2 separate regions of the Mus musculus genome follow, and region 2 is linked to region 1. The links are chromatin contacts, called in public Hi-C maps. All regions are on one chromosome and are shown on one strand. Each heading gives the region's core, a stretch centred on a gene start, on an enhancer-like site or on the middle of the called end of the contact. The rest is flanking DNA. Distances are from core to core; before and after follow the strand shown. Region 1 overlaps Plcb1 (phospholipase C, beta 1). Region 2 overlaps Plcb1 (phospholipase C, beta 1).

Evidence for each region. A called contact is a pair of places that touch in the nucleus more often than the background predicts.
Region 2: a contact with region 1 is called in a Hi-C map of the G1E-ER4 cell line, with 2.0 times the contacts expected there. The contact joins two enhancer-like sites. A contact is called at or near these places in 1 of 15 datasets of contacts at CTCF or cohesin (the G1E-ER4 cell line), 6 of 484 Hi-C or Micro-C datasets (the G1E-ER4 cell line, liver and trophoblast stem cells) and 1 of 115 datasets of contacts at active chromatin or transcription factors (a beta-TC-6 cell line).

The regions. Positions count from the first base shown.
Region 1 is chr2:134,841,955-134,846,610 of GRCm38.p6, reverse strand. The region is part of intron 2 of Plcb1 (phospholipase C, beta 1); the gene reads right to left. Among named protein-coding and RNA genes, the nearest start is that of Plcb1, 58 kb to the right of the region's middle. Within about 2 kb of position 2,005, at least 16 of the 459 cell types and tissues checked have an H3K27ac peak or open chromatin away from gene starts, as enhancers often do. A contact at or near this core is called in the G1E-ER4 cell line, where this site is marked.
Region 2 is chr2:134,988,331-134,992,986 of GRCm38.p6, reverse strand. All of the region lies in intron 3 of Plcb1 (phospholipase C, beta 1), which reads right to left. Among named protein-coding and RNA genes, the nearest start is that of Gm39941, 73 kb to the right of the region's middle. Within about 2 kb of position 2,821, at least 1 of the 459 cell types and tissues checked has an H3K27ac peak or open chromatin away from gene starts, as enhancers often do. A contact at or near this core is called in the G1E-ER4 cell line, where this site is marked.

The sequences.
Region 1 (4,656 bases), core at 756-3,255:
GAATTTCCTTTTATAGCTGCATAGTACTCCATGGCTGTGGCCATCGGGGCTTATCTATCTAATTCGCGCCCCTGTCAAATTTTTCCCCACAGTCTCGTCTAACATATATGGATCAGAATACCAGTTATCTGTACTTTGAATGTTGTCTTTTAGCCACTAATTATATAAAAATAGCCTAAGTATTACATACAAAGGCAGAAATCCTGGGCTGGACTTGAACATCAAAAACCATGCACAGCAAATGTCTTAGCAATGCTGGAGATATACTGGATAGTCAGTAGAAAGTATTTTTCCATTAAGGTCAGCTGGTTCTATGTGGATATTAGACCATTTCCTGTAAACAAGCCCCATTTTCATAAGATCTTGCAACAAGCTCACAGTCTTTTACACATACCTTCACCATCTGACTCCCATTATATTGTTGAGCTGCCTTCTGCCCTGAACATATGCCCTTTCTCTTCTACAGTTTCTCTGAACATTCTCTCTGCCTCTTCTACATCTGAGTCATTTCTACCTATCCCTACCTGCTGAATCCTCATTCAGGTGCCTTTTGCTGTCATTCATGTGCCTTTTGCTCCGTGTAGCTGACAGAAGTGCACTACTCTACTATCTCCACAGGTAGATTAGGAGGGATGCACACCTAACCTCTGTCTCTGATCTAAGGAGACAGGCAATGCTGCATTTTTCCTCATGGAAGCCTTTATGTCAAAACACTTAGGAGCCCTGGATGACAGACAGCTCTTTTCGTAGCCCTCAATCTTCCCAGGAGGTGATGTTACTGGTCATGTGCCCTTAATGTTGTCTTTAGTCATTTCAACTCCCCCCATACAGCAGTGTACAGTTCCTTGTTTTGGTCTTATTAATTTTCTTTTAAGTTTGAAATTACATCAAAATAAAACATTACTCCCCAAAAGCCACAAATATATTCAGCTGGAAGCCCTGATGCATATACTCTTACCTCATTAATGTGTTTCATCCAAGGCCCTCCTACTATCTCCAGTCACATCTGTCAATTTGCTTTCCTTGCCAGAACACAACTACTACGACCTGGCTTAGTGTGCTAGGCACAGGGCACTGACAAATAACATTCTATCCAGCTTCCTCACTGGCCTGGGGCCACTCTCTTAGAAAAGGACATTAAATATTTGAAACCACCGAGTGACCTTCAGTGAACTGCACCTGTAATAAAAGCCAGTGCATTTAGAAAAATAGAGATCACCTCCAGGTCTTTAGTTACTTATTAAAGAGCTCCCAGTGCTGCTAAAGAGTTAATGCTCACCCTTAAATAGCCAGCTTTAAGCTGGTAAATAATCTGGGTGTTATGAATAAAACGCAATCAGAACCATTATGCACCTACAGGTTGCCTGTAGATGCCTCAGCCTCTAAACTCAGTAGCCAACCGACCTGAAGAACCAGGATTCAAAAAAAAAAAAAAAAACTGACTCCCCACCTCATTCTGCCATCATAAACACAAGATTACATGTGGGCATCAAGCTCACTAACCACAACGCATAACTTATCTCTGATGGCAAGGGGAAAGAATTTCAAGTTTCAAAACAGGAGTATTGGTATTTGGGAACAGTTAGGATTTTTCTCAAGTGTAGAACTGAACAGTTTCACATAATCAAGCAAAAATAACACTAATCTGTATACTTTTAACAGTGAGTGTAAAAAGAGATATCAAGAAAGTCCTTATCTGAGAATTTCATGAGGTTCATACACTGACCTGATTAATAATTAACAAGGCTTCCCGGAAAAGGCATGGGGATATGTACAACTAGTAAAAAAGGGGGGAGGGGTCTGCTGCTTCAAAAACACAGGGAAATGGAGTCACCTGCCATCTGATCTGAAGAACTCTGACTCTAGAAGTGTATACAGAATCTATAGGTCTTTGTTTCTGTGTCTTAATGTGTCTGTCGGTGAGAAAAGGGAACAAGCAGAGTGCTTGTTCACTACCAATTCGGGATACCCTAGCAACAAGCCAGCTGCTCTCAAGTCACAGCCTTGTGACCTAATAGAACATTAACAAATATTCTGTTAAAACTACCCTTCCTACTATTCTTCTCCTGGATACTTATGCAACTTGTTTTCTGAGCAAAGCATCCCCAAAGTGCTTGAGTTCCTCAGTGGCTCTGCATGTGACAAATAGCAAGGAAGAGGGAAGTTGTCGGCACTCAAGTTCTCCCAAGCTGAAAGAGATCTAGCTCTTAGATAAATCTTACTGGAAGTAATATAAGATGTGGGGGATGGAGAATCAATATATTGTCATAACCCTGCTTCTTAAGACTATATGGATGACAAATTATGGCAAACTTTACAATGTGATTGAAAAATCCATTCATCCACAAGGTCACTGGGCTTCCTATGAGAACATCAGACTGTGCCTGCCAGAACCTTTGTTGCAAAGTAGAAAGGGATTCATTTCCCTTGTGCAGCATCTCTGCTTCCAAAATGTCCGTTTTTTACATGTGCAAATGGAATATCTCCTAATAGGAATAAAATAAACATAGTACATATTTTAATAAAATGTATGAATTTCAGTACAGATTCACATAAACATGATGTTCACCCATACCTTTATAGTAAAATCATTACTAAAATACTAAACCAGCATGCCCCTCATTTCAAAGGACTTATTTCCCCTACAAGAGGAGATATAATTTACTCATTAAGCAAAAAATTAATAAAAAATTAATCAATCTGATCATTGTTGAATCTTAAACTACTTGGTTCAATAATCATTTCTTCTTTATGAAATTTTTTATCATGTTTCATTCCAATGTGCCTATAAGGCATAAGAAAACCACCACCATCATCAACCCAGCACACACTAGACAGTAGCCATATTTGTTTATAGTTTAGCTATTTACTTTAACTCTTTCTCTACCACTATACATACAGTAGGCACTGCTGGAGTCTGAAACTTGAATTATATATTCAAACTCTCATTCATAGTAGCTATGTGAAAGCCAGAAGTGGGAATACTGCCACCACCACACTCATTCTCTATTGCAGACACTGGTATTTATTTTAACAGGCATCAAAGCCAAGGACTATGGAGAAAAATCAATCATAAGAACTCTATGAAGTAAACGGTGTCTGGCCAGCCACTTCCATCACCAAAAGAGTGGACTGAGAACGTCTTGTGCCACTATAAAATATGTGATTAAAGAGAAAACTGTGAACCTAATTAGAATGGTCACTGATGAAATAGAAAGAGGGCAGAATTACAGATATACCCAAAGGATATGGTACCTGTTGAGGTATCCCGAGAGGAAGAAGACAATTCCAGAGGTTTAATATGGGGATGTCAAGGAAGATGACATGAGGAGCTAAGACGAAGATAAATTGTAGGATCAGGGCTGGGAGAAGAATGATATGCTCATGGTGAGGTACAGAGTCGGAAGCTCTATAAGGTTACAAAGCAAAGGGCTTCACAAGTAACAGGAAGATAAGGCTAGCATGGTAGATAAGAGATCAGAACTGCATACTAAAAGTGAGTGACTGCATATCACAGGGGTGGGTGAAGTCATGTGAGAACCAATACAAAGTGACAAGGTCCAGCATCCACTTTGCCATCCACTTCGCAAGGGAGCATTATTACAGGGCTATGCAGAGAACGAGTCTCACCAAAAGCTCAGGCTATTGAGGTCAGAATACCATCACATTCATGCTGAGGTCAAGACTTACAATGGTGCTCAGAGTCAGTGATAGATCCCAGCAGAAAAGTACATACTGGTCTCTGCCTAGGAGATAAGATACTCTGACAGCTGATTTCACTTAAAACAAAACAAAAGCTTCAGATTTCTCTAATCAACCTATCAGTTCTCCCTCAAAATTATATCTCAAATTGAGAGACCTCCCAGTCTCCTTCTGCCTATTTCATAATTATTTTCTTCATCACACAAGTATTTCCAATAATAAAATCTTTGCATATTTAATCCCATCAGAGCTTCCACTTCTCAGAGGCTTTGGACAATCAGAGGTACACAGAGAAACTGATGACATTCCCCACTGACTCTCAATCATCAGATCTTTTCAGCATTGTGATTGATAGCAAAATCACAGATAGGCAAAATGTGTATAACTCTGGCACAAAGAAAATGTTATACATGAAGTTTATATCACAGTCAATGTAAAACAAAGATATTAAATAGCTGACCTCTTTAAAGAAGAAGAAGAAGAAGAAGAAGAAGAAGAAGAAGAAGAAGAAGAAGAAGAAGAAGAAGAAGAAGAAGAAGAAATTCAAATAGCAAAAAGAATATGGCAAAGAGCTAAGAAAATGACACCAAACTCATGTGTAGTATATGTGACTAAAAGAACCATAAAATTTCTTATCATTTAGATATTTACTTCATTTACTCATTCAAGTAATCACCCATTTTCAGTAATTTGTGAATGAAGTAAACTTTTAAATCAAATCAATCAGGAGTCAAAAATATCTCTCTAGACATACTCCATAGTAGAAAGCTGGAGCTAAAGCAAGCAACAGGAAAATACTGTAAAGTTAAAAGGTACCTTAAAAATCAGGCCAACTTGTGGAGTAAGGATTCATGGTATGAGCTATTTTTTGTGCCCTCTTCACTAAATCTCCAGACAAAAAGTAGAAACAAGAAACATTACAACATTTTAAAGATTTTCAAGTGAGAATCATAT
Region 2 (4,656 bases), core at 1,572-4,071, 150 kb before region 1:
GATGAAAGAAGCTGTACTGTACCAGACTGAATTTTTAATTCTAGTCAAGTCTATTTTAATTAATGCTGGACACAAGCCACAAAATTAATCTGCTGGGTCAAGAACTACTACTAGATCAATTCCACAGTGTCAGTGTCTGAGCATCAACTCCCTTTTAAAATCAGCCCACAGAGTGGACATGAACTACATACACCAGATATATGTGCTGCAGTGCCTGGCTAGGAAGTGCACTGTGTAAATAGTAGCGGGGCAGAGGGAAAGAGTGAGAGAGAGGAAGAGCAATGCACTTTAGAGATAAAGCTATAAGATGTCTTCTGATTTTTACATTTAGATTATAAAATCTTCCAAAGTCATTCCAGTGAGACATTTCCAAACCAGTGACTTGAACAAAGGCTGAACCCAGAAGAGCAGATTTTCACCCTATGCACTATGCTGGAAGTCGACACTTAAGTTCATTAGCGGGGCATCACACTGCCTTCTCCGTTTCCTAAAAATGTCATTTCAAATCACAGCAGGCACAGAAAACAGCTCATTCTCTGCCCACTGCTGAATTTTGATGTAGCAAAATGCTGTGGAAAACAAAGCATTACAAATAGATAGATAAGTATTTGCAGGGTGCCTTCATATTTTGATAAACATCTACTCCACGGGGGGTTTCTCTTGATCTAGAAGCTTCTACAGGAAGGCTTACACTGGGGCTGTTCTCCTGTTCTTTGGGGTTTTCCTGAGTCGGCAGCTTTTCCCATGCTGGCTCTGTGGCTTTTAATGGACCCCTTATTAGTTGCTGTTTTGTTAGTTTGGTTTTATTTATTTGTTTGTTTTTTATTTTGTTTTCTTTTGTTTTTTTTACATTTTTTGTTTGTTTGCTTGTTTCTTATTTGGTTGCTTATGTTTATTTGTATGTTTGTTTTTTAACCACAGGTTTGTCTTGCTGTGCAGTCCAGTCTGGGCTCACCCTTGGCATCCTCCTCAGCCTACCAGTCCCTAGGATTATTACATTTCAACATTGTTCTACTTTTTAAACTTTTTTTTTAACTTTATCCTTTAAATTTAATTTTATTATTAATTTATTTTTTACACTCCATAGTCCATTCCCCATCCCCCATCCACCCTCCAACTGCTCCACATCCCACACCTCCCCCCACCCCACCCTGTCTCCACGTGGATGCCCCCACCCCCCACCCTCCACCCCACTTGATCTCTAAACTCTCTGGGGCCTCCAGTCACTTGAGGGCTAGGTAAAATCATCATCAGATCCTACTATAAAAGCCCATACTCAACAAGACTGGAAAATCTGGATGAAATGGATGGTTTTCTAGATAGATGCCACATACCAAAGTTAAATCAAGCACAGGTAAATTACTAAACAGGCCCATATCACACAAGGAAATAGAAGATGTGATTAAAAACCTCTGACCAAAAAAAAAAAAAAAAAAAAAAAAAAAAAAAAAAGCCCGGGGTCAGATAGATTTTGTGCAGAATTCTACCAGACCTTCAAAGAAGACCTGATACCATTTTTCCTCAAAGTATCCCATAAAATAGAAGTAGAATGAACACTACCTAACTTGTTTTGTGAAGCCACAATTATGCTGATACCTAAACCATACAAGAACCCAACTAAAAAAGAGAACTTCAGGCCATTCTCACTTATGAATATCAATGCAGAAATATTCAATAAAACTCTTGCAAACAGAATCCAAGAATACATCAAAACCACCACTCACCGTGATCAAGCTTTTAAAACTTTTTTAAACTGCATTTTTTTCCACTTTTTACTTTGAATTTCCTGTTTTAACCTTTGCAAACGTTATTTCAGCATTTTTTTTTAAAAATAAAGGGTCTCACTATGAGGCTTTGGCTGCACTGGAACTCACTCTGTAGAACAGGTTTGCCTCAAATTCCAAGAGATCCACCTGCCTCTGCCTCCTGAGTTAAGGCACACCTTAATCCCAGCATTCTTCATGGTCTCTACCCAGTAAACAGCCATCTACCTTGGGCCACACAACAAGGCATTCTACTGGCCTCATTCTAGAAGACTTTAAAGAAAATCCTTCTCCATCTGTACCCTCCTGTCCTGATGTCAGCCAAGAGCTGTCCAGCATGTCACTGTGTGGGAAAAGATGGAGATTAAGCCAGGTTCATCTGGCTAGGGAGAAAAATAGTTATGGCCCCTGATGCCATAAACTGAGCTGTAGAATAAGACTTGAACATTGCACACATTTTAGATAAGTTGTATTTGTACTTATGCAGGTTGAGCAGAGATCATCTTGGTCACATTCAGGACTCGTTCACTGACATATTCTCCCACACAGCCTGTGGATCCACAAAGCTCCTTTAACAAAACGCCTACCCAGATCACTCCTGACATGTCAACTTCTCCAATTTAAGAAAATGAGATGAAAATTAACTTCCTGAAAATCAGATTTGAAATTTTAAAATAATATTTTTAAAAAAGTGATGGGAGGGAGGGTTGGAGAATAACTCGGGGATAGAGCACTTGCCAGGCATAGACAAGGTCATTGGTTCTGTCTTCAGTGCCGCCATTGTTTTTTTCAGGCAGCAGTGTCATCAGCATATTAAAGTAGTCATGTCCATACTCTGCTGCAAATTTGATTTTCAACACGCTGAAGCAATGTACCTTCTGTAGGCATTATATCTGTGTGAAACCAGACTTTGTGGGGAGGTGAGAACTAGGCAAGGACATTTTTTTAAAAGAAAAAAAAATGTTTCCCAGGTGTTTCATGAGAAGTTAAATTTGAGGTCTCCTGTGCAAATGGTTTGTTAATGAACCATTTCCTTGCCTCCTCACAGTGTCCCTATTAAGCATCACTAAGCCTATGAGGAGGAAGTCAGCCTCTGCAAGGTCACACAGGTACATAGACCAGAACCAGCTTCAGCAAGGAGAACACAGAGTGAAACTCTGAGGAAATAGCAAGGACCGAGAATGGCCCACAGAGAAAGCACCCCTTGTCTCTCAGAGTGTTCGTGGAAATAGACAAGCTGAGGCGTATGGGTTTCTAAAGCCCTTGCCCAAGGGAGGCACTTTGAGATCTAATCATAGTTTATCAGCTGAACGCAGTGCAGAGGCCACTTCTGCCGTTTATCCACATTCAATAGACATTCATCAACCCGCATCCATAAACCAAGTCTTTACTGATAAGCCAGCCGTGAACTCGCTTACAGTGAGAGGCCAGGGCCAGTCTGGGCGATGGGATTGGCTTTGACTCCTGATAGTTGGGGAACAGTGGGGTCTATTAAAACCAGTGTGGGCTGGTGAGGTGGGGTGTGCAACTGTTCTTAGGATTGATGTCAGGTGAGGTCAATATCCCCAGGTTAAAAGGCAAGTTTTGCTGCTAAGTTACTGATACGATATTCGAAGCTAACAGACCGACACGAAAACTGGCTGAAATGGTGTTTGAAAAAGAGAAAAAGAGTCTTTGCTAACACTGAAATGGAAACAATTCTGCATCATCAACAATGTATTAATTCCAAGATAGGAAAAGTAAAGGCCAAGATGTGGAAATCCCTCTAAGAGAAGGTAAAAGGTAAACTGGTTTCATATGAAACACATTTAGAAGCCTCCTTGCAAACATTTTTGATTTTTTTTCTTTCTAGATGTTATTTTTCTCACATTTTCTAGTCAGCCATTTTAACCCATTCAGCTAACCCCAGCATTTGGTATTTGCTTGGTGCCAGACTGTCAGCACCAACCTACGGCTTGCAAGATGTCTGTGAGGGGAAACTATTCCAGCTGACGTTATCTCTGTACCTCCAGAGCAACACATCATTCTGGATGCTAAAGACACTGTTCTGACTTCTAGAGGCTAAAACAACAGTTGTGGGCAGACAATAAAAATGAAAATTAAACTCCTAAATGGCAACTCCCCTGTCTCCTTGCTTTGCTGATACACTTTCTCACCAGGAATGAAATGTCTAATGCCTTAAATATTAAATCCAATAACAAAGAGTTTTCAACTATCTCGGTAAGTTCAAAAATGCATTTTCATCATCCAGCAGTAGAATATTTTCTTCAGAAAATATGCAGCGAACCCAAACCAATGGCTTCCTCTTGGCATACCCTAAATCATCCAAAGTACTAATGTGCAGAGTTGACTTTTGGCTTTATAGATATCCTTGTTTCAGTTGCACAGCGTGTGAGCTTCATTCTGTCTCTGTTTATTAGGATGAACATGGATTATGATAAAAGTAAGTAAAGAAATGTTTATCAATCAGTTCTTCTAAGTTAAGTGATACTTTGCAAAATAGTGTATGCCTTGGACATTAACAAACACAGGTCAAGTATACCTTATTTAAAATACTTGGGATAAACGAGTTTTTCAGATTATAAAATTTTGAAACATTTGTGTATATGTACTCAAATATCTTCTTAATATGACCAAAGTCTAAACACAAAATTCATACACATCTCATACATATTGCCTGAAAGTATTTTTACACAATATTTTTAGTGACTACAGGTCAGTATGGAATTTTCCACTCACAATTTATAGTATTTTGCCACTTCCAACTGTACAAGAGTGATCTGGAACTTCTTTGGCATTACATAGATTTACATCTTTCTTCAGACAAAAGTGAAAATGCAGAGCAATAAACCTGAATATTCACTCATTATTTCCATTTTTTAATGAAACTGGA